Regions from separate parts of the Mus musculus genome. Here regions 2, 3, 4, 5 and 6 are each linked to region 1. The links are chromatin contacts, called in public Hi-C, HiCAR-type, HiChIP or PLAC-seq and promoter capture Hi-C maps. All regions are on one chromosome and are shown on one strand. The core of a region is the stretch at or near the end of the contact, and the rest is flanking DNA. Distances in the headings are between cores, read along the strand shown. Region 1 holds the start of C1d (C1D nuclear receptor co-repressor). Region 2 holds the start of Cep68 (centrosomal protein 68). Region 3 holds the start of Rab1a (RAB1A, member RAS oncogene family). Region 4 holds the start of Actr2 (ARP2 actin-related protein 2). Region 5 holds the start of Spred2 (sprouty-related EVH1 domain containing 2). Region 6 has its middle 89 kb from the start of Spred2.

The links. Promoter capture Hi-C pulls out the DNA fragments that hold promoters and counts their contacts. Hi-C and Micro-C count contacts between places; a contact is called where the count stands out from the background. HiCAR-type assays count read pairs that join an accessible place to other places. HiChIP or PLAC-seq counts read pairs in DNA pulled down with a chosen protein or histone mark.
Region 2: a contact with region 1 is called in a promoter capture Hi-C map of pre-B cells. The contact joins the promoter of Cep68 here to the promoter of C1d in region 1. A contact is called at or near these places in 4 of 39 promoter capture datasets (hippocampal neurons, liver and pre-B cells), 2 of 115 datasets of contacts at active chromatin or transcription factors (astrocytes and double positive thymocytes) and 1 of 9 other capture datasets (adipose tissue).
Region 3: a contact with region 1 is called in a promoter capture Hi-C map of pre-B cells. The contact joins the promoter of Rab1a here to the promoter of C1d in region 1. A contact is called at or near these places in 10 of 39 promoter capture datasets (the 3T3-L1 cell line, 3T3-L1-derived adipocytes, the C10 cell line and 5 more), 2 of 115 datasets of contacts at active chromatin or transcription factors (astrocytes and large pre-B cells) and 2 of 9 other capture datasets (adipose tissue and liver).
Region 4: a contact with region 1 is called in a HiCAR-type map of astrocytes, with 8 times the contacts expected there. The contact joins the promoter of Actr2 here to the promoter of C1d in region 1. A contact is called at or near these places in 4 of 39 promoter capture datasets (the 3T3-L1 cell line, hippocampal neurons, liver and 1 more), 1 of 484 Hi-C or Micro-C datasets (B cells), 3 of 115 datasets of contacts at active chromatin or transcription factors (astrocytes, large pre-B cells and pro-B cells) and 1 of 9 other capture datasets (liver).
Region 5: a Hi-C map of B cells shows a contact between it and region 1, with 9 read pairs. The contact joins the promoter of Spred2 here to the promoter of C1d in region 1. A contact is called at or near these places in 6 of 39 promoter capture datasets (the 3T3-L1 cell line, cranial neural crest, embryonic stem cells and 3 more), 2 of 484 Hi-C or Micro-C datasets (B cells and muscle stem cells), 8 of 115 datasets of contacts at active chromatin or transcription factors (astrocytes, embryonic forebrain, embryonic hindbrain and 5 more) and 2 of 9 other capture datasets (adipose tissue and liver).
Region 6: a contact with region 1 is called in an H3K4me3 HiChIP or PLAC-seq map of stem cell-derived neural progenitor cells, with 10 times the contacts expected there. The contact joins the enhancer-like site here to the promoter of C1d in region 1. A contact is called at or near these places in 2 of 39 promoter capture datasets (hippocampal neurons and liver), 1 of 484 Hi-C or Micro-C datasets (B cells), 4 of 115 datasets of contacts at active chromatin or transcription factors (embryonic forebrain, large pre-B cells, pro-B cells and 1 more) and 2 of 9 other capture datasets (adipose tissue and liver).

What each region holds. Positions count from the first base shown.
Region 1 is chr11:17,255,265-17,259,821 of GRCm38.p6, reverse strand. It overlaps C1d (C1D nuclear receptor co-repressor), which reads right to left and starts at 2,275. Exons shown (of 5, transcript NM_020558.4): 1 at 2,164-2,275.
Region 2 is chr11:20,247,475-20,252,031 of GRCm38.p6, reverse strand. It overlaps Cep68 (centrosomal protein 68), which reads left to right and starts at 2,608. Exons shown (of 7, transcript NM_172260.3): 1 at 2,608-2,725.
Region 3 is chr11:20,198,676-20,203,232 of GRCm38.p6, reverse strand. It overlaps Rab1a (RAB1A, member RAS oncogene family), which reads right to left and starts at 1,821. Exons shown (of 6, transcript NM_008996.4): 1 at 1,581-1,821. The coding sequence starts at 1,603.
Region 4 is chr11:20,110,293-20,114,849 of GRCm38.p6, reverse strand. It overlaps Actr2 (ARP2 actin-related protein 2), which reads left to right and starts at 1,899. Exons shown (of 9, transcript NM_146243.2): 1 at 1,899-2,045. The coding sequence starts at 1,998.
Region 5 is chr11:19,921,990-19,926,546 of GRCm38.p6, reverse strand. It overlaps Spred2 (sprouty-related EVH1 domain containing 2), which reads right to left and starts at 2,105. Exons shown (of 6, transcript NM_033523.4): 1 at 1,591-2,105. The coding sequence starts at 1,616.
Region 6 is chr11:19,833,558-19,838,114 of GRCm38.p6, reverse strand. No RefSeq gene overlaps it. Among named protein-coding and RNA genes, the nearest start is that of Spred2, 89 kb to the left of the region's middle. Within about 2 kb of position 2,779, at least 118 of the 459 cell types and tissues checked have an H3K27ac peak or open chromatin away from gene starts, as enhancers often do. A contact at or near this core is called in hippocampal neurons and stem cell-derived neural progenitor cells, where this site is marked.

The DNA of each region.
Region 1 (4,557 bases), core at 1,026-3,525:
AATTCTATTCTTATAATTATGTTTTACACAGCATTACCTTAGAAAACTATAGTGAAATTTATATGTAAATTTTCAATACTACTGTCTTGGCCAAGCAACGATTCTGATGTTACCTGTAATCTTCAGTAAAATCTGAGAACACATTAAGCTTCCTTTTCTAAAGTGTGCTAACCTCTAAAAGCACATCACAGAAGTTAAATGGCTAAGTGGATAAAGCTCATGAGTACTCGCGCTCACACACACACCACCACCACCACCACCACCACCACCACCACCACCACCACCATCACCAAGCTTGAAGACTGGAATTCAGATCTCCTGTGTGTGGAGGGTACCAAAACATGGAATCCCCTAGCAGTCTAGCTGGACTGGCTGGAGTCAATGACTCCCAGCTTCAATAAGAAACCCTGCCTCAATAAACAAAGTGGAGAACAATAGAGAAAAACAGCATCGCTGGGCTTCTACGTACACACATAAGCACATACACTCACATGAGAACACACACCTGCATGAAACCACACATAAACACACAAAAATACATGTGCAAAAGTCTAGCAATAAAAATTATATAAATTACAAGGCTGGAGAGATGGCTCAGCAGTTAAGAGCACTTCTCATCTTCCAGAGAACCCAAGCTTGGTTTCCAGCAGCCAGTTTGGGCAGCTCACAACCATCTGTAAGTCCAGCTCCACTGGGTCCTCTGGCCTCTGCTGACACCCACACACATGTGACAAATACACAGAAAGAGACATGAGCACAAACACATGAATAAATAGAAACATTTTAAAGTACATAAATTACAAGGACCTGTTAAGACTGGAGCCACACCAGAATCAACTTCTAATTTAATGCTTACTTCAACATGTTTTCAAAATGAAAGAAAGAAAGCAGCAAAAACTATCTTCTCAAAAATGTGGGGCTTGTTTTTACAATTACCTCTAAAGTAATAATAATACATAAGGTTGTGATGTAGACAAAATAAATATCAATAAAACTCTTAAAGCTATACTCCATTAGTAGAATGCTCAAAGTACTAGTTCATAATATTAGTTATTATTTAAGAAAGTGGAAATAACAAAGAGGTAATCCACTGTAGACTATTCAGAGCCATACATGAAGAGTCAAATGCTTGCAAACAAGTGCTACTGTTTACCCATAGAACTTTTCAAAGTTAAAAACAAGAGAAAACTGCATCCCTATAGGTACCGGAAAGCATCCACAACATCTCTGATTTGGGAATTTCACTTCTATTACTAGAAAACAACAAAAACTGTTCACACTGTCATCTTATCTTGTAACAAAACAATTCAGTCTATCAATTCCACCATCCAGAAGTAGTTTTCTAAAGTTCAATAAGGATAGCTGTCATTTATAAATAAAAACTAACGTTGATACTTAGTTCTGTCTACTCTTAGTCCAAACAGGTTAATAATTACACCACAGACATCTCACCAGGGCAAATACACCTTTTCCAAGCCAAAACTAAATTGTAGTCAACACATTTTAAGTCATTAACGCTATCTTCCAACAGAAATTTGAGCCACGATGAAATTTTCCCAGATGACACTGAAAAATTCCTCTTAATACAATCCGCTACAGCAGAAAGCTGCCGGCCCGGCCCGGTTTCCCACGCCTTTAATCCTAACACCTAAGAGAGGGAGGCTGATCTCGGAGTTCGAGGCCAGCCTGTTCTACAGATCGAGTTCCAGGACAGCCAGGGCTATACTGAGAAACTGTGTCTCGGAAAAGAAAAAGTAAAATTAAGGAAACCCTTGTTTCAAAAGGGCTAACACTGCCACCGCAAGCATTCCGACCTTGGGCGGAACAGGAAGGGCTGCACGCAAAGTTACTTTTTCCACCTTCCATTTTGTCTCCGTTTAGATTTGGAATCAGCTAGAAGCTGATGGCGTTGGGTGTTTTACTTGTCGCTTTTCAACCTCTGAAAGGCAACGTTAACAGTGGCAGCGAAATGAAGACGGTATTGACAGAGAAACTAAAGGCCAAAGCAAAGCCCGAGAGCCGCCACTGCAGGGACTACGCTAGAAGCGAGCAGTCCCGCTCGGCTCCTCCCAGTCGGCCACAGGACGGACGTGATCCCGGGGTGCGGGAAAAGAGACTGTGACGGGAGCACGACAAGCACCCGAACGCGGTTCTGCACAATACCTCAATACCGTGGACGCCTGTCTCCGGGAAATAGGTCGCACGATGATGACGCCATGACACGGCTTCTGCCTGCCGCCCGTGCGTCTCTCCCGGTCGTGCGCGTGCGCACTTCAGTCCCGAGGCTTGCCCCGCCTCTGTCCATCCAGGAGCTAAGTGCAGTGGTCTGTCTGTCTGTCTGTCTGTCTTTCTTTCTTTCTTCTGTCTGTCTGTCTGTCTTTCTTTCTTTCCTTCTTTCCTTCCTTCCTTCCTTCCTCCCTCCCTCCCTCCCCCCTCTCTCTCTTTCTCTTTTTGACACATTTTTTAATTAACTATTTATTTACATTCCAGGCGTTACCCCCCTCCCGGTCCCCCACCCAGTTCCTCACACCATTCTGCTCCCCATCATCTATCTCCCCATCCCCCATTATTGGGGCCTCAAGACCCTTGGGAATTGGACCCATCTTCTCCAACTGAAGCCAGACTAAGCAGACCTCTGCTACATAGGTCCCAGGAGGCTGGGGAATGGGTGGCACTTGGCTCAGCCCATGTATGCTGCCTGGTTGTTGGCTCAGCCTCTGGGAGCCCCCCGGGGTCCGGGTTGGTTGAGACTGCTGATCTTCCTATGGGGTCACCCTCCCCTTCAGCTCCTTCAACCCTTCCTCTAATCCAACCGTAGGGGTCTCTAACCTCAGTCCGACAATGGTTGGGTGTAAGTATCTGCCTCTTTCTCAATCAGCTGTTGGTAGAGCCTCTCAGAGTGGACAGCCATGCTAGGCAAAGAACTTAAAGGTCTCCCGCCAAGGTGGCAAGATTGGAGTCGAAGGCCCTGGCATTTTGTCTAGATTAGGCTTCTTCAAACTGAATGTTCCTTACACCTTTGTCCATTTCTTTGCTTTGATGGAAGTTGGGTCCCTCCGGACCAAACTGTGCACCTCAGATTAATCTTTGGAGGGGCTTCCCTAATATAGTGCCCGATACCTGGTTAGGTGATAGTTATGAAAAATAGTTTCAAAAATTAAATGAGGGTGTGAAGATATGAAAAGTACAAGTTCATATTTTGTGTTGTTTTTGTTTTTGAATGGGTCTCACTGTGTGATATAGCTGACCTTGAATTCAGGATTATCAGTACTAGGGTTACAGGCCGTGCCATCATTCCTAACTGTGTTCGATAGTTTTATGTCAACTTGGCACAGGTCTCCTGAGTGGAAGGAATCTCAATTAAGAAAATGCCCCATAAGGTCAGGTTGTAGGCAGTCCTGCAAGGCATATCATTAGTGATTGACAGGGGAGGGCCCAGCCAATTATGCATGGTGCCATCCTGGACTGGTGGTCCTAGGCTGTCATAAGAAAGTAGGTTGGGCAAGCCATGAGCTCCTGCCTCCAGGTTCCTGTCCTGTTTGAGTCCCTGCCTTTACTTCCTTAGGCAAGAGCGGTAATATGGAAGAGTAAGCCCTAACCCCTTCCTTCCCCAACTTGCTTTTTGGTTATGGTGTTTCCCTGCCACAATAGAAGCCCTAAAACACTAACAAGGTTTTTTTTTTTTTAATATGTATGTATGTATGATGTTTGTTGTTGTTCTTCTTCTTCCTTCTCCTTCTCCTTCTCCTCCTTCTCCTTCTCTTTCTGCTTCTTCCAAACTGTGCCACCATTCCTAACTTACGTTTTTCGCTTTTTTTTTTTTTTTTTTTTTTTGGTTTTTTTGAGACAGGGTTTCTCTGTGTAGCCCTGGCTGTCCTGGAACTCACTTTGTAGACCAGGCTGGCCTCAAACTCAGAAATTCGCCTGCCTCTGCCTCCCGAGTGCTGGGATTAAAGGCGTGTGCCACCACGCCCGGCGTAACTTACGTTTTTTATTTATTTTTTAAATCTCTGTGTGTATGCCTGCAAGTGCATGTGAACATGCCCTACAAAGGCCAATAAAGAGAACTGGATCCCCTGGAGCTAAAACTACAGGGGGCCATGAGCTGCCTGAAAAGGGTGATGGAGACAGAACCTCAATCACAGAAAGAGCAGAAAGCCCTGTTAACCACTGTGCCATCTGCAGTCCCTAGTTCTTTAAATGATAATTTTTAGTATACATAAATCACATTCAATTGTTGTAACAGGATCAAACAGTACAAAAACTACATATCACTCAATAGTAGCAAACATGAAATACTACATGCCTGTGAAGTCACTTTAAGCAATCATCCTGCGATTCTTAAAGTTCTTAATGTGGTCATGATTTGCTTCTACTTTGCTTTGCAGTTTGCAGAGGTTAGTATATAAAATGTTCTGTTGTCACGCTGTAATAAACCACATAACACAGCAACACTGGTAGGATAAAATACTTTAAAGCTGTTTCAATACAAGGCATTTCTACCATTTGAGTCTCAGCAATGGAAATCTAGTCTTCAGGCTTAGTGATAGACACCTT
Region 2 (4,557 bases), core at 1,359-3,858, 3.0 Mb before region 1:
TAAGCTACACAGAGAAACCCTGTCTCGAAAAACCAAATAAATAAATAAATAAAATAAAAAGACTTGGAGTATAATGCAAAAATATTATTTGCACCTATATTCAGAAAGTATCAATGAATAAAACAGAAGAGATCAAGATGAATATGACATAGGAATAAATGTCTCATAGGAATCACGCCTTCCTGTTTTGGAGAATGTTAAAGTTTCACTCACTGGTACACTTCACTGTTTTGGTTGTGATCATGTAAAGTCCTGGCAATCACTACCATACTCTGCAGGCTCAGAAAAATCAACTTGCCTTATTAAGACAACAAATGAAACTATAGTAGGTTCTTCTTTATGCCAAGGATTAAAAAGAGCAGGGGTCTGGTGATGTGATGTAGCTCAGTTGTTTGAGCACTTGCTGAGCATACATGAGGCTCTGGGTTGACTGTGCCAGCACGTCTACCAGGTGTGGTGGCATGGATCTCCAATCCCAGCATGGTAGGAGGACCTCAGACATTCAGAGTGATTCCAGTCTAGCCTGGGATATATGAGCCCTTGTCTCAATAAGGAGGGGGAGGGAGAGAAAGGAGAAGGATAATGGGGAAGTGGGGGAGGAAGGGGGAGATGACTGGGGAGAGGAAGAGGAGGAGGAGGAGCAAATAGGGTAGAAGGTGAGAAGGTGGTGTAGTCCCTGAGTGGTGCAAGATCTGTCACACTGGTGCCAGCCTGCCTCTGTAAAATACCACCACCACTGGAGTTATCAAAAAACAGCAACTATCAAAACAACGCCATCTCCTCAGTCTGCAGGAGGTGCCCCACAGAAGCTGGTACCACTTTTCCCATCTCAGCTTACCGTGAAATAACCATCACAGGAGCTGTTCACAATGGCAACACCTCGTCCAGCCTCCCCAAGCAGCTGGGCAGTGATGGAGCCTCAGCCAAAGCAGCCTGTGGCTGGGAAGGTCCTCCCATCCCAACCCATAGGCCCGATGCAAGGAAAAGGGGTGGGGAAAAAAAACCCACCAATCCCTGAGCTTCAAACAAAAACATAGTAATCCCTGAGCACAAGAATCCACCAATCCCTGAGCTCCCCAAGCTCAGGACTTGAAATCCTACCAATCCTCATCCTGGAAATCTCTGTCCTGAAAAGCCCCACCCACTAAGAAACCCTATATAAGCCCTGCTCTTTGTTCAATTCCCTGCTCTCTGCTCCTGGAGCGGAGGTGGCCACCCCTGGATTCATCCCTCCACATTTTGGACCCTCCAATAAATATCTTTTATGAGCTTTGCTGCCTGGTGGTACTCTCTCATCAGAAGCCAAGAAGCAATGAAGAGAAGGAAAGAACAGGAGTGGGGCTGAGCTGGGGATACCCTCCCCCTGGGAGCTGCAACACCTCAGTTAGGAGGCTTCCTCTTAGAGCAGTGTGGTTCCTGGGCTTCTGTGTTTCAGGACGCCCTTCCAACTGAGCAAGAACACTTAGAGAAGGCCGCTGGGCCAAAGTCAAAGAAGAGTACAGAACACATCTGGTTGAGACCATCCAGGTGCTCAATCGCATTACCATATTTACTGCTAAATGACTTCATACGTCCTTTATTTATTTTTTCCTTTAAACAAGTAACTGGATACACGCTGGTAAATGCTACCTACCTATTTGACACATTTCGGTTCTGAATTCCTTTTTAACTTTTTCCTTCTGGGTTGAAGAGAGAATTCAAGGCCTTGCATATAACAATACACTTTTACTTTAAAACACCCAGTATGGGGAAGACTGGGACAAAATCAGGAGTTCAAATTCAGCCTGGGATACGATGAAATTTACACTCACTCTCTCTCTCTCTCTCTCTCTCTCTCTCTCTCTCTCTCTCTCTCTCTCTCCACACACACACACACACACACACACACACACACACACACACACAAAACAAAGCCAAATAAAAAGCTGGGCATGATAGGGTTTGCCTGTACTCCCTGCACTGGGGAAGCCGAGGCAGAAGGAGCACTATGGCCAGGCAGGCCAGCCTGGCAGTTAAGTTTGTGGTCTTAGGTTGGATTAAGTCTCTGTCGTGTTAAGATCAGTCCAGCTCCTTCTCTAAACTTCACAGGCCCAGAACACTGTGGAAGTCCCTTCTCCCACTACTGGTGAGACAGGCTGGGCCTCCTGAGCCTCAGAGTCTCAGGACGGTGGCGAGGGGCCGGGGGTGGGGGGAGGGAGGGAGCTCGACCCACACCTGGTCCCCTCGCCCAACTTCTGCCCGATGCCCAGATTCGGACATGCCCTGGGGGTTCCACACAACGCAAAAGGGGAGCACCAAGCCTGGAACCACCCTCCCAGCCGCGGAGAGCACGTCGACCCAAACACCGCAAGCCTTCGATCCGCGGAGAGCGCGCCTTGCTATCCGCGTGGGCCTGCGTGGACGCCAGGACCGCGAACACCCAGCTGGCACGCGCGTCCGGACAGCGGAGAAAGAAGCTCCGGCCACCCATAGGCCAGGGTCCTGCAGGGGGCGGGTTCCCATGGCAGATACGAGCTGTGGATTGGTGAAGCATCCGAACGGAGAGTTTGGATTGGTTGCTTCATGGGGCGTCCTCCGCGGAGAAGCGGCAAGGGCGGAGGGCGTGGCGGGCGCCTGGCCCTCCCTCCCCAGGAGTGCGGGCGCCCGCGGGAGGCCCCGTCGTCGCCGCCTGGGACCCTGGCCCAGCTACGCGGGTCGCTCGGGACGTGCGGCGGTGTGGAGTGAGGTAAAAAGGCTGTGGCCGGCTCGAGTGTCGCGGCGCCAAGACTCGAGTCGGGGCATTCCCCTCGTGCCCGGGGCTCCGCGTGGGGGACCCTGGGGGAGGCCCGCGGCCTGGAGGGCACAAAGGCTGGCCGCGATGGGGGCGCCTCGCGCGTTCGCCTCCATCTTGCGGACCGTGCCGGGTGGAGGCGAGCGGAGGGGCAGGCTGTGGAGGGCCAGCGCGGCCTGCAGAGCGCGTGGGGCCGCACCTCTGGCAGCCCCATGCAGCTGTGCGCGCGTCGACCTTGGTCGCGGAGAACCGGCGGGTCACAGCCACAGCCGCTCGCGTCTGGACGGCTGCTGCTTCCATGGCCCAGTGAACGCATCCGGAGGAGGAAAGCAAAGCGGCGCACTTTTTATCTCTAAGATCTACCCTTGTCATCTGTCACCTGTTAGCCAGTCTCAGCAGCCCGGGAGCACATGCCCCAAACTTAGTAATTTTATAATTACCATGTTTTATTCAATTAAAAATTAAAAAAATAATAATAAAAGCTAAAAACTCCCAGTGCCCGAGCAGAGTAGACCTTACTGGGAATTGATGGGGTCCGAGACAAGGAAAGAGGTAGTCTGGTATACAGCTTGCGACACTTTTTGCTTTGGGCTTGGTTCAAATACAAGCCACTACTCACCTAGTTCTCTCCAGCGGACTGGGTTAAATTCTGGATCACTTAGGAACAGTGGGTGTAAGGGAACCCAGCTTCACATCATCACAGAAGCTTTTAAAAACTTTTTCCCTACCCCCACAACTGAAAAACATACCCTTCTCTGGGCAGCCCATATGGGCCTGGGTTGGCAATGAAGTGGTTTCCCCGCCCCCTAACAGGATGAAAGGTCTGTAAGGGAAGGAAACCAAAAGAAAACAAGAACAAGTGAAGCCCAACGTTGAGGGAACCGGAACTTTTAAAAGCCTTTAAGTTGTTGGATTATTTTTACAGGTTAAGGAAGCAGCTGGGCTCTCTGAATCAATTCAGACTTTAGTCCCTTTCATACTACTAATTCAGGATAAATTCACGTGTGCCTTAGTTCTCTCATCTATAAAGTGGAATTTAGGCCCCAGCACGACAGGACAAAAAAACATGGCTAGGAAGAGTAATAGTGCCAATTCCAAGGTTTATAAAATACCTAAGATAAGAAGAAATACTTAGACCTACCAGAGCACTCGGGAGAGAGAGGCAGGTGGATCTCTGAGACTGAGCTATATAAACACAGAGACCTGTCTTAAGATGCCCCACCCACCCACCCACCCAGGTACCACTACCAAATATCTGTATAACTCTTGCTTCTTCTGGTGTCTGTCTTTCTGTCTTGAGGCCATCCCTCAAACCTTTTGTGATTGCTGCTCTGACCCCAGAGAGTATTCTTAGATTTATGCTTTTAAAGTCCTTACCCTGTTGTGGCAGGAAGAGGCTCTGAAAATATGTACCAGGCCTTGGGCCACCACTGCCCACCCCTCTGTCAGGGCAGTACCACTACACCACCACTATCCACCCACATGACCACAAAGTTGAAATTTCTTAAAAATTTTAATTTTTTGAACATTTCATATAGGGGCTGGAGAGCTCGCTTAGCAGTTATGTGCACTGGCTGCCGTTCTAGAGGACCCAGGCTCAGTTCCCAACACCAACCTGGCCTCTACAACTTCAGTCCCAGGGGACCCACCCCTCTTCTGACTTCTGTAGGTACAACATACATGTACACAAAAATAAAACCTCAAAGCTAATTCTAAAGAGGAAGTTTTCATATGTGTATGCAGTGTGTGTCGCTTGTATCTGTCCCTCACTATAGCTCTCCTCAGGA
Region 3 (4,557 bases), core at 572-3,071, 2.9 Mb before region 1:
AAACTAATTTTGCCCTGGGAGAGGGGCTGCAAACACAGCACCTGTGTCTCCATGTGAACTGTTCCCAACTTTTTCAAGTACAGAAGCCTGGCCAAGCACATAGCTCTGTGGATACAGTGCCTATCTGAGTTCAATCCCTGAAGCCACAAAGGAAGAATAAGCTCCCAAAAGTTGTCCCCTGACCTCTGAAGCAAGCAAGGTGACACCTGTGCACCTGCAATCACAGGCATCACACACACAATAAAAAAAAGTATGTAAAATTCTACCAAGATACTAAGACCTCTGCTTAACACAAACGGAAAAACCATTTCAGTATTAAACCAGTCTTAGAAAACCTGAACTTAGAATGTCTTTTGCAAGAGTCATGTGACACGCACATGACAAGTCAGCCGAGCTGATGGTTGGACCTTTCATGGGGGCACACTTAGCGGTAACTGACCAAAGCAACAAATAAAGCCCAGCTTTTACGGCAATAGTGATTTCTCTTATTAAAAACCAACAAAAATCCCTCTCCCTTAAAGATTTCTGACACTAAAGTATAATAAAAATGGCATCTCTTAAAGTTATTTTCATATATGGAAACCATAGGAGAATTTTGGGTTCAAAGAGAGAGCCTAACAATGTCTATCCAAGAAAGGAGAAGCGCAGTTCCCATGAAAGGTGCCAGGTGTGTCACATCTGCTACAGTGACTTCTTGAGTAAGCAAGAAAAAGGAATGCATTAACTTTTCATGACACGTCATGGAACCTCATTTCCTATCTACAGGCATTCAAGCAGGTAATCTAAAACCTACATACAACTCTATCATCAAAGGCCCCATTAGTTTCTTTTCAAAACTGTCTGCAAACTTGTACTTTAACTTGGTGGTACCAGGAAGACATTTCTAGTTTATTTTTAGTTCAGTTTTGTTCTTCTTTTTCTTCTTCTTAACCTACTGGAGACAAAAGGTGACTGGGAGACTCATGTCTCCCCTAAACCAAAAATTTCACAAATGTCCAGGATTTTGTAAGGGTCACGTCTCACAAGTCTCACAGAACTCTCCCAGGAGACAAGCCCAAAAGAAAACTAAACATTATAAATAGCTCCTCACCATCTCCTCATCCCCCTCAAGCCCACGCAGTCCCAAGAAGCATCCATATTACCTAAAACCCAACAGGGAGAGAGCTCTAACAAGCTCGGGATTTACAAGTAAAGCCGACGCTGACAGCTCCGCAGAGCCGGCGCAGGGTCTGACAGTGCCCTCTAGCAGAGCTCTCCCACCTACCTCCCCTTAAAACCAAGTCCTCCTCCAGCCGTCACTGCCTCCAGAGACGCGCCCCTCCTGGCTACTGTCCGAGGCCCTCTCCCCAACGCCCAGCCGCGGCACCTAGCTCCCCGCCGGCTGCGGTCGGGACCCGGCCCGCAGGCCCGACCCCTCCCCGCTGCGCTGCGGCCCTCGGCCTTCAGACAATGGGGCCCTCAGGCTGCTCCGTCTCCTTCGCCCGGCCGACCTTCCCGGCGCTGCGCAGCGAACCTCCCGGCGGCCCTCACCCCCGGCCGGCCGCTCTCACCCCGGCCCGCCCCGGCTCTCCTGCACTCACTATTCGGGATTCATGCTGGACATGTCACTGCAGCTGCCGCCGCCGCCGCCGCCACCACCGCCCTTGCTGACGCAGCCGCCGCCCCAACTCTCCGCGCCACAGGTAATGGAAAGGGAGGAATGAGCTAAGCTGTTCCGGTAGAGCAAACGTCGACCCCACTCCGACCCTTAGAACACAATCAGCAGCCGCCGCCACTCAGTGATCGCTTCCACCCAAAATGGCCGCCGGCGAACCAGGAACTGGGGAAGCCTAGGCCAAGGGGCCTGGCGCGGCCCAGAGGGCGGCAGCGTCGCGGGGCACGCTGGGAAAGAGAGTCATGAGCACACCGCGCGCTGGGCAGCCCGACCGGGCCGAGGGCTGTCTGCACTCAGCTTCCCACTAGGCCCCGCGCCCTGAACGCATGCGCACTTTCGAGCTTGTAGCCCGCCCCGTCCCGATTCCCTCACCCCCACACCCCGCCCTTCCTGCTCCCCTCCCCGCTGGCCTGCTGGCTAGGACTTCGCTCGGACTCCCCCTAGCGGATTGGCTAAGGCCGACCGGGCTGTGTTGATGTCATCAGTGAGACGTGGCAGCAGGGCGAGTCGGTGCCCCATCGGGAGGGGAGGAGGAAGGAACTCGGCGGAGGGCGGTGCCGCAGCAGAGGGGGAGGGGGCTCCCAGGAAGCCTGGGACAGTGAGGAGGGGTGGAGACAGCTTGACGAGCTCTGCTCAGGCAAGACCACAGGGGCCATCACCATCAGGGTCTGAGGCTGCTCTAAGGACAGCAGGAAACTCAAGCGGCCTCTGTAGACCTTGCGCTTTCTCACTCACCCGACTCCTTCTCTAATTTTTTTTTTTTTTTTTTTACCGTTTTACTCTAGCAACTTGATGTTGCAATAGCTGCAAATGGACCCTGTTCTAGTCTCTCTTCTGCTCACACAGCCAGATTTCCCTGTCTGAAACTGCTCCTCCATCTCGACCTCCAACCTTTAACATTGTGCTGTTGAGACACAGGCTAAAGTCAGCCTTAACCAGTCTTCTCCTCCTACTTGAGGCCTAGACTTAAAAGTTGAATTGTTTTCCGGGATAGGGTTGGGTTGGGTTGGGTTGTTAAGTTTTGTTTTTGTTTTTTTTGAGGGGGGGGGGTTGCAGTTGCTTTTGCTGCTCTTTGTTTTTTATTAGTACTAATTCTGTGTCCGTCTGCACAACTGGGCAGTAATAAGTATTTTTTTTTAAGCCATGAAACTCTTCAGTACGGACTCCAGAACTAATATTAATACATTTTTTTAGACCTAATGGTGTCAACTTTAATCAGCTCAGGAATTTAAATCTCCGCTAAACTTTAACGCATTATCTTGCGTTATTTATTACAAAGGGCATAGTATAATACACTGACCAAAGTTTATCTTCCAACTTGTTCTAAGCAAGAATATTATCTCCTGGGGCCAACTGTAGATTTACTTTTAATTTCTGAATTTCTGTGACATCAAAATATGCAAAAGAGGCTGTTCTCATGACTAACCATATACTCAGAACATATTTACACATCCCTCTGGCGTTCCTCCGTGTGTCCTGACAGCCTCATCAGACCACACATACATAGTTTTGGGAGTTTTCTTGTTATTGTCTGGGTTTTGGTTTTTGGTTTTCTGAGGCAGAGTTTCTCTGTGTAGCCCTAGCTGTCCTGGAACTCCCTCTGTAGACCAGGCTGGCCTCGAACTCAGTGTTTCCCTGGCCTCTGCCTCCTGGGTTCTTTTCCATACTAACTTCTGAAATGACCCTAGATGGAGGTTTACAGCCCTGGACCCTAAAGCCCACCATACTTCCTCTTATCATTTCACAGAATAAAAACTCTGAAGTGTCCTAAACTCAATTTTTCAAGCAAAAATTTTGTTGTTATTGTTGTTTTGTTTTGTCTTAGGATTTATCATGTAAGCCAGACATAGCATGCCTTTGACCCCAGCCCTCAGGAGGCAGAGATGGGTGCTTCTCTGTGAGTTTGAAACCAGCCTGGTCTACATAGCAAGTTCCAGAACAGAGCTACATAGTGAACCTCTGTCCCAACACCCACCCCAAATCTGTCATTTAATTTTATGTATGAGTGTCTCTTGCCTGTGTGTGTATGTGTGTGTGTGGTGTGCCATGCATGTGCCTCTTGGCCTCAAAGCCCAGAATAGGGCATTTGATACTCTGAAACGTGAGTTATAGTTGGTTATGCTGGGTTCTGGGAACTGAAAACAGGTCCTCAGCAAGAACAAAAAGTGTCCTTACCAGAGAAGCCATCTCTCCAGCCCTAGCTGGGGTTTTATTACTGATATTTTAATATAGACTTAAACATAAAGATTAAGGAAGAAAGCAGACACTCAGAAAGAAAAACACTATGGAGTGCACTACCCCCATACATACAGATACTACCACCAAAACTCCATTTTTTAAATCTCTGTCTCTTTGGAGATAAATTTGCTCCACTTTCATTGACTATTTCATTTCCCAACAAATTATCTTCTAGTAACCTTTAACCTAGCTGACAAACAGAACAATGTGAAGTATATGTAACAGTTCTTCCTTGACACCCCAAAGCCTGACTGTACCTGTGTATGTGGAGGACAGAAAAATTCATATCTTAGTTACTGTGCTACAGTAAGAAAATAAATGAGCGGCTGTCGTGACTGTGGAGTAATGAGTGCCCGCTTCCTACACCCCTACTGCATCAAGGGTGTTATTGAGATTAAGATTCCTTCTCGGGCTGGTGAGATGGCTCAGTGGTTAAGAGCGCCGACTGCTCTTCCAAAGGTCCTGAGTTCAAATCCCAGCAACCACATGGTGGCTCACAACCATCCATAACAAAAATCTGATGCCCTCTTCTGGAGTGTCTGAAGACAGCTACAGTGTGCTTACATATAATAAATAAATATTTAAAAAAAAAAAAAAAAAAAGATTCCTTCTCATGGGCAGTACATGTCAAGGGACACATTCCAGGGCAGAGATGTGTAGGTGTT
Region 4 (4,557 bases), core at 650-3,149, 2.9 Mb before region 1:
AGGACCTGGGTTCACCTGTGGGGCTGTGTTGTGAAAGGCAGCCTGGCCCCTGCTACTGAGGAGAAAGATGGAGCCCGGGTCTTGAGCCCACCTTCACTGTACCGTAGCACTTGGTACTGTCTATGTGCCCTTGAGAAGGCGCGTGGGGGATTTCACAGTCTGAGAATGAGTGTGTGTGAGTGAGGCGGTACCCACATTCTCAACTTCAAGTCATTGCAGTTTCTTTTTCCCAGAAAACAAAGGGGTTTGATGTTGCATTTCATAAACTAACTGAAGTTCTGGAGTTAGAGGATATAGAAATATAAAAGTACAGTTGTTACAAAGTAAATGCAGACTTCAAAGACAGAAAAAGCCACAACCCAAACCAAAATTTAAATGCTTGAAATTGGCATCATAAACAAGCTCTCTCCTGACTTGTATTGTGGCAGTCGGAATGCCCCCAGAAAACTGTGCCAAAGAGTTTAGAAAAAAAATGTACAATAAAAGCAAATACACTCGAAGCCGGGCGTGGTAGCGCACGCCTTTAATCCCAGCACTTGGGAGGCAGAGGCAGGCGGATTTCTGAGTTCGAGGCCAGCCTGGTCTACAAAGTGAGTTCCAGGACAGCCAGGGCTATACAGAGAAACCCTGTCTCGAAAAACAAAAAAAAACCAACCAAACAAACAAAAGCAAACAAACAAAAAAGAATAAGTTTCTGTTTCTTAGGTCTGATGTAAACTGCAAAACAAGTTTTCAGCCTAGCTAAACTTGGGATTCACATGACATATACTCTGACCCTTGACTCTTCCCTTTCACTGTATCTAACAATTCGCTCACATCTCGCCCATAAAACGGACCTCAAGCGACCGGCAGCGGTGAGACAGGTGGTTGGCCAGTCCTGGTGTACCCCAAAATTGCTCCAATTGGACAATCATGGATTTGGTCTTTTTAACTTAATATTCTTAGTTTTAACACAAGGATAGACAATGCGACCCTGTCTCAGAAAACAAAACTAAACTAAAATTAAAGGAAAGAGTTTTGTTCTTTGTTTTCGAGAAAGGGTTTCTTTGTTGTAGCCTTGGCTGTCTTAGAACTAGCTCTGTAAATAGACCAGGCTGGCCAGGAATTCACAGAAATCCAACTGCCTCTACTTGTGTGCTGGGATTGAAAGCAAGTTCACCACTATGCGCTAAGTGAAAGCATTATCTTTCTTTTTTGACAGGGTTTCACTTTATAGCTCTGGCTGACCTGAAACTTGCTATGTAGACCAGGCTGGCCTCCAACTTAGAAATCCGTCTGCTTCTGCCTCCCAAGTGCTGGGATTAAAGGCGAACGCCAACAGTGCCCGGGTGCATATTCAATTTCTTAAAGAGGTGCGTGTAACACTTGTCCCTGTTTCCAAGGGAGGTTACAGAGGACCTCAATTTTAAAGTCTGCATTTGGCAACATGGTGAGTTCCTGTTTGAGAAAATCAAAGAGGGAAGTGGTGAAGCAGAAAGAAACGAAAGCATCCCGCCAGGCTCCTAGGGCTGCATGCAACTGGAGGTGTGGAATAAACCGGAGGTTTGAAACTTGTAGGTGTATCCACCCAGGCCTAGGAGCAATGACACATCATGCCTCGGGACCTCCAGGTGGCTTTCGGTCTTCCTAGCCGGCTGCTCCACCCTTCTCCACTGCCGTCCCGCCACACACCCTCCGGCCTTCACCTGCCTGCCTCCTGTACAGCCGGCCCGGCCGCGCCCTAGGTCCCGAGACAACTTGGTCAGAGCCGCCGCCCCACCAGCCAAGCGCAGCCCCGGAAGCAGAACGAGGCGAGAGGGCGCGCCCGGGTCCGCGCCGGACAGCTCTCATTGGCCTTCTCGGCTGCCAGTCCCCGCTCTTCTTTTCTCTCTCTGCACCGCCCTCTTGGAACGGCTGCCGGGCGGGGACTTCCGGTTTGGGCGGAGCGGCGGGCCGAGGGCGGGGCCGTGTGGAGGAGGAAGCAGGCCAGGCCGGGCGGCGGCTCACCAGGACGAACCATGGACAGCCAGGGCAGGAAGGTGGTGGTGTGCGACAACGGCACTGGGGTAAGGCCCGGCGGGGCGGCCGCGTGTGTGTGCGGGGTGCGCGCGGGCCCCTCGGCTGCGCGGCTGGGCTTCGGGGGCGCGGGCAGGCGCGCGGGCGGGCGAGCTCTCGGGGGGCGCCGGCCGGCCCGGAGCCGGTGGCCCGGAGCTAGGCTACCCGCGCTGCACCCGAAGGCGGCGGAACCTGTCCCCGCGCGCTCGCAAGCATCCGCCGGCGTGCCGAGAGATGGGTCTAGACGGTGAGAGGCCCTGTCCCTCGGTGGCGAGGAGGTCTCCATTTCCGAGGCTCGCCTGTGTTCGTCCATACAAGACCTAGCGGCCTTCCTCTTCCTGTGTAGCGAAAGATGCCGAATGCGAGGCAGGAAACGGGTTCCGCAGAGAAAAGAGGAAGTGCTGTCAGGCCCCGGGCCGCGGCTGGAGTCTGCCCCGGGAGAGCGTGTGGGCTGTCCTTGTCGTCTGTGGTTTTGAGAGAGGGGGATGGTCAGCAGCTCCTGCTTCACCTCTTGCTTTGCATGCCGCCCTATTATAGACCTAGGACCTCTCAAGTAAATTCTAGTGGGAAGTTGGATCATTTCTGGTTCCTCCTCTGCTTCATTTTTTTTTTCTGTTAAGTACAGGATAGACACGTTAGTCTTGAAGATGCTAAAAATGTCAAAATAAGCCTAAAGTTCTGATTCAGAAAACTCGTTGCAACTGGTTTCTTTCTATCCCCAGTTAAAAGGGTGGAGCATCAAAGTTCCAGTTTTGAAGATGCAACTGTTTCTGACTCCTTTAGCGATTTGCAACATTTTGTGACTTTTCTCCTCTCTGCCACAGAGACGACACACAAATTAAAATAGATTTTACTTGAATTACACCTTTGAAGCCAGATTGTTGAAAGGGGAAGGAGCTGGTATTCACTGCCATTATAGTGCCCTTGGTTGAATTTGTTACAAACTTTGACAATTATTGTACTAGCTTCATTTAAGCTAAATCTGGGCTAGAATAGGATAGGTAACAATACAAAGGGACATCCATACCACTGCTGTGGTAACAGCCCTAAGATTCAGTAACTTAAAGGTTTTTAAGCAACCCCATTTATGTGCTCATTAGAGATATTTATATTTGCAGACTTCATGAAGGGATACATAAAATGCATCTCATTTTTTGAGATAAAGGATAAAGCAGTGAGGGAAATGGTACAATTTTATAAAGCTTCTAAATTATCAGGAAAAAGGTTTTTAAAGCAAAGCCTGTATTGTTACACTATATTTAAGCTAAATTATAAATGCTAAACTTTTCAGAAATTCTTATAAAAGTACTTATTAAAAAAAAAAAGTATCTTACTACCAAAGAGACGTCTCAGCAGTTAGGAGCACTGGTTGTTCTTGCTGAGAACCCAAGTTTGATGCCTAACATCTGTGTGGCAGCTCACAGCTATTCTGTAATTCTAGTTCAAGTGTATTCAGTGCTCTTTTCTGGCCTCTGTGGGTACTAGGCATACATGTGATACATATACAAACACTCAAGTAAACAGACATAACACTTAAAGTAACAGTGTCTTAAAAGTGTTTTAAAAAGGGCTGAAGTGATGGCATACATCTTTTATGCCAACACTTGGGAGGCAGAAACCGGCAAATCCCCATGGCTACATAGGGAGACTCCATCCATTTTTATTTTTTTTTTTTTAAATCTGTTTCTTAGGATAAAAAGATCAGCTACTATGGCATAAGTGAAAGGAGATGATTTTAAAAAAAGTTTTATGCCAGGTGTGGTGGCGCGCCCCTTTAATTCCAGCACTTGGGAGGCAGAGGCAGGCGGATTTCTGAGTTCGAGGCCAGCCTGATCTACAAAGTGAGTTCCAGGACAGCCAAGGATACACAGAGAAAAAAGTTTTATATCTATTTTTGTAATTATTTATAAACTTTATTCACTTTTTTTGTAGATATGTTTGACTGTGAATGAAATAGTCGGATCCTCATATACATCAGCTAGTTCTGATTTAAATCGTAACGCAGTTAGGAATATTGTGATGTCTTTTAAGAAAACTTGACGACTAATAGCTACTTAGATTTTGGGTTGTTTCTTAACTATTTATTCTTCTTTGTTCATCTTAGTTTTACTTAGGTACCTGAAGTTATAATGATGCCTTTACAATTAAATATTAGAGAAGACATTAAGACTTGATTTTTTAAAACAGTAATAGAAAAGGGGTTGGGGAGATGGCTCAGTGGATAAGCACCTGACTGAATCTCCAGGACCCACGTGGAGTGGAGCTGGCACTGTAACACCAGTGCTTCCACCACAAGGTGGGAGACAGAGAAAGGAGAACCCCAGGAAGTTTTTGGGCAAGCTAGAGCTGTATGCAGCAGTGGACAGCAAAGGACAGGTGAAAGATGAGGACCAGCACTTGAAGTTGTCCTCTGATTTCCAGATGTGCACCATAGCATACAGTCTCCCCCACTCTGACATATGAATATACTTACCATCTAGTCACACACTCATGGGGGCTGGAGTGGAGCTCAGTTAGTAGAGT
Region 5 (4,557 bases), core at 856-3,355, 2.7 Mb before region 1:
GGGACACACCGAAGGAAATTCCCTTTGCAGAACATCAGCTTCCTTCCACTCAGTCTGACAATGAATGCCACAGGATAAAAGGCCATTTAAAAACAATCGAGGGCTGGGCCGCAGCTCAGTAATGGAGCTCTTGCTTGTCTGGCTGTGGCAGGCCCTGGGTGCGAACTCCAGACCGAAGACAAAGGAAAAGAAGGGAGATTTCTTAGAGTGGTACACAGGATTTTGCCACCTGCTACAAGAGCTCTTTAAGCCGCCCAGTGGCCCAGTCCTGAGTCACTTCCCCTCTCTGCACTCTAGAGTGTCAATGCTCACGGGGGAAGGGGGTGGGGTGGACACACAAAAGCAAAAGACCCAGGGTTTGGGAGCTAGTCTCCAGCCACTCCCGCTCCACCTCTCCAGGTCCCCCTCCCCTCAGCGTCCCCGAGACTGCGGACCCATTCTGGAGTCCAAGCAGGCGCCGCTGCTACCTTGGCTAATGGCAGCACTGAATGAAAGGAGCCGAGGCAGGCTCAGGATTTATGAATGTGCAAGGGAGGAGGGATATCATGTGACAATAAAGGAGAACGTCTTATTCACAAAAAAAAAAAAAAAAAAAAAAAAAAAAGTGGTGAGCGAATACAGCCACTGAACAGCAGTCTCAGAGCCGGGCACGGCTAGGACCCCTGGCTAAGTACCCGCTGGGGCCCACGGGCAGCCCCGCCCCCAGCTCCCCGAGAGGGAAACGCCTCGAACACTACTAGAGCGGAGATCCAAACCTAAGTGCGACTTAGGCGGGAAGCAGCTGCCACTTGGCCCAGAGACGGTGACAAGCCCGGGTCTCCCCGAGGGGCGAGCACAAGCACCTCTGACTAAGCACCGAGAGCTTTGTTCCCCTCGGGCCTGCGGGCCGGGCACACGCACGGGCACGCGCTCTCCCTCACATACATGCCAGGAGCGCGCTTCCCCGCACGCTCTCCCGCCCTCGCTGCACACGCTTCGGATCCGCCCCCAGTGCTGCCCCGACACCGCGGGGCGCGTGTGCCGGCCCACACGCGCGTGCACACACTCACGCGCGCCGGGACTCGGCAGGCTGCTCCCGCGCTCTGGCCGCTGCGAGGACCCGGGCGCACTGACCCTGTGCCGAGCCCGACTGGCCCTCCCCCAACTCCTCCGTGTTTTTATGAATGAAAATGTGGTATGCAAATGAGAGCGATTCAAGAAAACGAAATGGCGGAGCCCGGGCCCCAGAGGGCTCCGGAGAGGGCTATGGGAGGGCAGCAGTGCCAGGAGTCACAAAGTCACCATGCACACAGACCCATCGACCCCGGGATGCCCCGCGTGGAGGGCGTCAGAGCTTCCGCTCCCGCAGCCCGAGGACCGCCCCGAGGTCATTTGCGCGCCCTTGGCCCGGGCTGCGACCTGGACTTGCAGACCCCAGGCGGTTTCTGCCGTCTCCCCCAGCCAAGTCAAGAGCCTCGCGCATAGCCCCGACAGCTCAGCCAGCGGCTGCACCCCAGGCCAAGTTCCTCCGACGAGTCCCCTCCTGCGTCCTTGGCGGCGGCCCCCACACCACCCCTCCGGGCACCCGCGTCCCACCCGCGGCTAACTTACTCGTCCGGGTGTGTTTCTTCGGTCATTTTCTTGTTCACCTAGACGCCTGTCCCGCGGCATGCAGCCTGGCTCCCTTCATCTTCCTGTGCGCTCGCCCCCCTTCTTCACATCTCCGACATCTCCTGATTTGGTGGTGGAGGGGGGGAGCTAGAGATGAAGGGGGCGCCGAGGCAGGCGGGGAAATGGAGAGCCCCGAGATCAGGGCGAGGTCTGGGAAGGGGCACACCAGGCAGCGGACGCCGTGGGCCGGCCGGGCACGGCCCCGGGGCTCTGAGGGGGTGCAGAGGCGAGATTTGGGAAGGGGACCCGGAGGGGGAGAGCAGCAGAAAAACAAGCACGCTCCGGGCGGCGGGCGGGCAGTCGGCTGCGCTGGGGCCGGGCCGGGGTCGCCCCCGGGGACCGGGCCAATCAGGGTTCCGGGTAGTGCTCGGCGGCCGGGGGAGATGCGCCTGGGAGGCGGTGCAGGGCGCCCCGTCCGAGCCCCATCTCGCCACTCCACCGATTTACTCCATATTGGATTCTCAGCGCCGCCAACAGGAGGAGGAAGTAGGGCGGAAGCGATGACGTCTTCCCAGCGGCCAGAGGTGGTGGAGTGCAAAAAGCTTCCTACTTGCGACCAAAATAAAAGAGAGAGAGGAGAGAGAGAGGAAAAAAACACACTCACAAAACACTTTGTCCCGCCTACTGAGCGTGCCCCTCTTCTACTCCCCCTCCCGCTAGCTTCCAGTCAGGGAGGAGCCTCGGAACAGCATGGTTGGCACTGCGTTTGTCAGGATCCGAATCCTTGTCTCCGGTGCTCCGGGTTTTAGGAAGCCCAAGAGGGAGGAGGCGGGAGCCGAAGACAAGAGCACATCTGGCTCCCGTTTTGTCCCTCCCTCCTTCCAAACCTTCGGATTAAAAATCAAGGGGGGAGGTGGCGGAGGGCGGAGATGGGGAGGAGTTTAGATGTTGCCAGAGAGTTTGGGTTTGGAGAAACACTGCGGGGTGGGGGTTGGGGGCAGTGCAGGTGGCCTCCGCTGGCCTCCACACGATGGGATTACTGTCATGCAACACCATGCCCACCTAGAGCGGGCATATTTTTAAAAATATGTACGCAGAAAACAAAAGGCAAACAGCCATAAAACTTTGGCATTGCAGGCAGAGATGAAGTTTAAAGGTAACACCAAAGTAAATTATCCAGTCTGTGAATAACGTTTCTTGTCTCCAGCTCTTAGAAGTCTACTCTTAGTTTACTGGGTCACAGATTACTACCTTTGATGGGGTTTGGCCAAAGAGAGACCCAGGAACTCATTACTCCACCCCCGACCCGTCTTCCCTTCCCTTCCCTTCCCTTCCCTTCCCTTCCCTTCCCTTCCCTTCCCTTCCCTTCCCTTCCCTTCCCTTCCCTTCCCTTTCCTTCCCTTCCCTTCCTTTTTCTCTCTTTCTTTCTTTCTCTCTCTCTCTCTCTCTCTCTCTCTCTCTCCCTCTCTCTCTCCCTCCCTCCCTCCCTCCCTCCCTCCCCCCCCCTCTCTCTCTCTTTCTTTCCTTCCTTCTTTCTTTTTGAATGTGCGGGGGCAGAAGGAGGATGCATCCATGCATGTCAGCACCATTTGTGGGCAGAGAGGAGAGGCTGTTGGATCTCCTGGAACTGGTTGCTAGCCTCTGTGTAGGTCCTAGGAATTAAACCACAGTCTTATGGAAGATCTTAACTGCGAGCCATCTCTTCATACCTCTCTTTAAATTATTTTTCCTACCATGGCCTAGGACCTGCCTGAGGTTTTCTGAGAGGACCTATGCACCATCTAGACAACGAGCAGGATTGCACCCAGGGCTCAACTTGTGGATTTGCCTGGAATCTGAATTTGCGATATTAAAATCCATTTCAATTTTTGAAGGGGGCACCATGTTTTCACTTGACATGGATGACACCAATTACAGAGTCACTGGGTATTTCCTGAGGTCTTGCCATGGAATAAGGGACAGGGATTATGTCCTCAAGACTAATAGACATTTCTGTTCTCCTGAATATGCCATTAGAGACATTCCACTTAGATTTTAAATAGCTACGAAACAAACTGGGGGATGAAATATTTGCTTCAAAAATAGAAAATTGCTGGACTGGATAATCCCATTCTACGGAGGCTGGGGTAGGAGGATTGATAGTAGTTCAAGTCCAGCCTGGTCTACAAGTAGAATCCTAGGCTAGACATAGCTAGTAAGCAAAATCCAGTCTCAAACAAAACCACAAACAAAAAACAAACAAAACAAAAACAAAACAGCCGGGCATAGTGGATCATGTCCGTAATTCTAGTATTCTAGAAGCAAAAAGGTGGGTGGATCTCTGTGAGTTTGAGGCCAGTCTGGCCTATATAATGAGTTCCATGCCAACCAGACTACATGATTAAGACCCTGAATCAAAGTAGTGGTCGTGGTGATGATGATGATGATAATCAGCAACAACTAAAACAAAACCCATACACAAAACAAAAGTAGCCCTCTTAGAGGTCTGTGTGTATTGAGAGTTCCACGGGGGCTTGAAAAATAAGAGTTTCACCTTTGAGTCAAGTAGAAACCAGTGGTTTCATGCTTTCCACAACCATGATCTTTGTGGATACACATTGAGGTTCAACACTGGATTCTGAGTGCTCATGACAAGTAGTGGTAAGGACGCCAAACCTCGAGACCTGCATTTTGGTTTTCTCTTAGAAGACCTGAGGTCCTGACAGTGAGGTCTCTGTTAATTCTTCAACTTTTACAGGAATAAACAAAGCAAACCTTATCTTTCTTCATTTTTTGTTTGTTTGATTTGGGGGGTATTTTTATTTGTTTGCTTGTTTCTGTTTTGTTTTTTTTTGTTGTTTGTTTGTTTGTTTGTTTGTAGGCCGTGAAGAAAGTGAGACATACTGGGTGTGGTGGTAGACACCATTAATCTTGGCAGTCTGAAGGTAGAGGCAGGTAGATCTCTTGAGTTCAAAGCTATATTAGTCT
Region 6 (4,557 bases), core at 1,530-4,029, 2.6 Mb before region 1:
ATGGGGAGTGGGTGTGGCAGTAGTCCCAAGATGGCGCCCGGGACTGCAGCCAAGTCTTATGACTTGCACCTGACTTCCTCATGCACCCGAAAATAAGCCACGTCCATTGTGAGAGCTGCGCAGGCGCTCCATGACACAAGATCAGGCCATTTGACCAATGAACTGAGATTACACGGACTGGGCTGATGGGGCGTGGTTGAGGGGTTATATAAGGGATTGCGATTGGGGGCTAGGGAGATTCCTGCTTGCATGTTGAAAGGTTCCTGAATAAACTGCTTTGATGTGGGGAGCCGCCCTCACATTTGCCGTTACAAGATGGCGCTGACATCCTGTGTTCTAAGTGGTAAACAAATAATCTGCGCATGTGCTAAGGGTAAGTTCTCCACTCCATGTGCTCTGCCTTTCTCGTGATGACAACTGGGCCGATGGGCTGCAGCCAATCAGGGAGTGACACGTCCTAGGCGGAGGATAATTCTCCTTAAAAGGGACGGGGTTCTGGCACTCCCTCTCTTCGCCTCTTCGTTTCTTTGCTTCTTCGTCTCTTCTTCTCTTCGTTTCTTCCTCTCTTCGTCTCTTCATCTCTTCATCTCTTCGTCTCTTCCTCTGCTCTCTGCCCCTCTCTCTGCGTCTCTCTCTCTCTTCCTCTCTGCCTCTCTCTGCCGCGCTCTTCCTCTCTTGCTCCTGAGTAAGCAATAAAGCTTTTGCCGCAGAAGATTCTGGTTTGTTGCGTCTTTCCTGGCCGGTCGCGAACGCGCGTAAGACTTTGAGAAGAACGCTGTGTCATCGCTCTTTTCTGCTGCTCGGAGACAGAAGCGACAGGCAGGCAAAAGTCCTCATGTACCTGTGTGCATATATGTGGGAGTGTGCACATATCCTCATGCTATGTGGAATGTACGTGCTTGTGACTCCATGTGCATGTGTCTGTATGCAAGTGTGAGTGTGAATGTGAGTGCATGTCTGTGACCTGTGTACCAGTTTGCCCATGCCTTGTGTGCATGTTTGTGCATGCTCATGTGTGTGTATGTGAGCATGTGTGTGAACACGTGTGTGTACATGTGTGTGCTTGTCTGTATGTGCTAAAGCTGAGGCCATCAGAGGGCAGAAAGGTGAGCAGTGGTTAGTTTGGTAGAAAGTGTCATCTTTAAGCTTCAAGAACTAGGGAAAGGACTTGGCCATTGTTTGTTCATGCAGGGCAACAGGAGAGGTTTCTAGAGGCCCATGGGTGGTTGCAATCTTTAAAAGCTTTATTTATTTATATAGGTGTGTGTGTATGTCAAAGACAGTTGTGAATTTGGGTCCTCTGGAAGAGCAGCAAGCGCTTTTTTTTTTTTTTAAGATTTATTTATTTGTTATATCTAAGTACACTGTAGCTGTCTTCAGACACACCGGACAAGGCTGTCAGACCTCATCACAGATGGTTGTGAGCTGCCATGTAGTTGCTGGGACTTGTACTCGGGACCTTTGGAAAAGAAGTCAGTGCTCTTAACCGCTGAGCCACCTCTTCAGTACCAAGAGAAAATGCTTTTTTTTTTTTTTCTCTTCCTGGGCAAAGAATCTTTGGCTTTCACTATCTTCTCAGAAGAGTCTGTGACGTAAGAATGAACCACTGGTGTAGCAGAATCTTGCAACAGGGACGTTTGGCCATGTGTTGCCCCTCTTTGGCTTACAAGAGTGTGCAGAAAAGGCGGTGTGTGGAGGGCACTGTCTTGCCTGGGCTTGCTGCCTTTGACATTGCAGGTCTATGCTGCTGCTAAGAGGAGGTGGCTGGGGAAGAGATTCAAGGAGATGGGGTGGGGGTGGGGGTGGGGATGGCAGGTGACTGAAAGAGTGTGCACATCTGACAATCTGCCTATATCCCAGGTGCCAGATGTTTGCACCAGCTGCCCAGGGTACAGCCTGTAATCCAGGAACTTTGTAGCAGAGTGGGTGGTCCTTGTGGACATTAAGTGGGAACACTGGCAAGCAAAGGCAGTCCTCCAGTTTCCCAGGTGTCTCTGCTCTCACCTGCAAAGGATAAAAGTGACCCAGTCTGAAGGGCCCTGTGGCTGGCCAGATAACAGGCTTGCAACCAGAGGCACCGTTATTGGCAGCTTTTTCTCCCATCTGGAGCTGTAGGTGGTCTCTGTGGCCCCTACCAGAAGTATCCAAATAGATCCAGACCCAGAGTACGGGCTGGAAATGTGTGTGCAGGCTACCTGGCTGTTTCTTTGAGCATCCTGGGTTTAGTGTAATGGATGTTGTCTGAGGCTGAACTTGCCTGAACAAGGTTCCTCGTGGGACTTTCTTCTTTCAGAGTCAAGTCCATGTTTCCTTTGACAGAATCACAGTGCTCTTTCTGCCTAAGGACAGTTCATCCTATACCACACGATTCATCCTTGCAAGCGGATGGCAGCTCCTCCTATCCCTGCTAAAGGAGGAGTCATATCGTGGGCTCAGCCCCTGAGCAGCTTCATGCATATTACATTTAGGCTTCTGCACTGTGTGCACGATCCATACTGGAGGGATATTTATTTCCAGACCCGCCACATGCTCCCTGAGGCAGCCCCCACACAGATTTTAATTGCTAAACCGACTTATTCTGACTCAGTGTCTGTTTAGTAAAATGTCTGGAGATACAAAAGGGGGGGAGATAGGGGAGCTGGGCCAGATGCTGTCTGTGACTAACAGGACATCCACCAGAGGGGGCTGAGCAGCTCACTGGCATGTCATAGGTGGGTGGGCTTCTCAGAGCTCTTAGCTGTGCTCCATTGTGCTAAAACTGTAGTTGTGAATAAGCAATTGCATTAGAGCCTCTCGGCTGAGCTGACTCACTGCTGGTGACTGTTTCTGAGGAATGCCTCCAGGTCACAGGCTGCTCCAGCTTGTGGAGGCCAGGAAGCCAGCAGAGATCTCCTGAGTGTGCTCTTGACCTGGGCTCTGGCCCCTTGTTCCTCACCCCCTTTGTGGTGCCAGCCAGGGGTCTCTGAGAAAAGCGGGAGGTGGGGACTACACACCGGTTTCAGGGTGAGACTTGGGTTTGGTAGTGCTTAAAATCTTCAAAATCTTCCCCCTTTCCTTATTTATCTTTCTTTTCCTTCCTTCTTTTTTGAGGGGAACAGAGGGACACACACATGCACGCACACACACACACAAACACACACACACACACACACACACACACACACACACACACACACACACGGGGGTGTGGAGGTTGGTTCACCATGTAGCCTAGGTTATATAATCCTCCTGCCTTAGCTTTCTGGGATTACAGCTATGCAACTTCCTGGCCCAAGCCTTCAACATTCTCATTTATGGTTTTTGAGTCATCCTCCAAGGGCGGCCTGGGCACCCGTGCAGGCCTCTGTGCCTCCGGCATGAGGGAACCACCAGCTCGCTGAGCTGAGGCCCAAGTGCTCAGCTGCTTGTTGTAGCACGGATCACGTAAAATGTCACTGTCCTCCTCCCTGACGGTGCTGTCTTGAGTCTTTGTGACACAGCATTCCTGCTAAAGGATTGCTTCTAAGAGCTCCAGTAACAATTGAGGGAGTGTGGAGGTAAATAGATGGGATCTTTTGTCATTAATAATTGAATTTGAATTCACTCATATTTTGAAAGAACAGGGAAGCAGGCCCACAGGTTTTAGTAGTGAAACCTTTTGAGAAAGAGATCAGGGGAATCACAGAGTGCAGGGTCTGAGGCCATGGGAGGAGGCCGGGGCTACCGAGGCTACTGGACACTGTTAACACCACAATCCAGCTACTGCCAGCTGGGGCGACATTGCCACCATTTCTCCTCCATACAGACTTGTTAATGGATGCAGACACATTTGCCATAGCTCACGGGGCTTCACTGTTATTTAATGGGTCGAATCTGGGATGCTAGTTACAGATCCCATAATGCAGCCATCAGAGAAGAACCATCAAGCCCTAACACTGACAGGGCCACTTTGGTCATCCGGGCTACAAAGCATAGCAGTCATGCACCCACCCGTGTCCTCTCCCTTCTGTGGCCTGCCTTTGACATCACCTGAGTGACTTCCCCCAGCCCTGTTGAGAGCATTGTGTGTGCCAGGCACAGTGTCTTGATGTCCAGGTACAGCTGAGGCCAGTCAGGGAATGTGTCTGAAGACAGCCATTCTGTCTAGGGAACTTGGTCTCTATGCACTGGGTGGGAGTCTCCCAAGGCAGTATTTGATGGTAACCTTTGTCCTCAACAAATGCCAGCATCCACTGGGGACACTTTCCTCTGGGGTCCCATGCCATGTCCTGTGCTGGCAAGATCTGTGGTCTGAATGCTGTTCCAAAGGTGTGCTGGTTTCTCTCCCGTGAACCTCCCACTTGAGGAGAGTCTGGTCCTGATTCAGGAAGGATGCCAAACTCAGACTGAGAGAGCCCAGGGCTGTGTCCCTTCTCTTCAAAGACTGTTTATGACTGACTTGAAGATTTCTGCAGAGCAATCCCCTACCTCCAGTCCCAGGAGTCCCTCCCTGCTCAGAGGTTCTGTGGGGGAGCTGAGGGCTCTTTGACCAAGGTACTTTGGAGAAGAGAGACTCCCAGGTCTCACAGAGCAATCCTT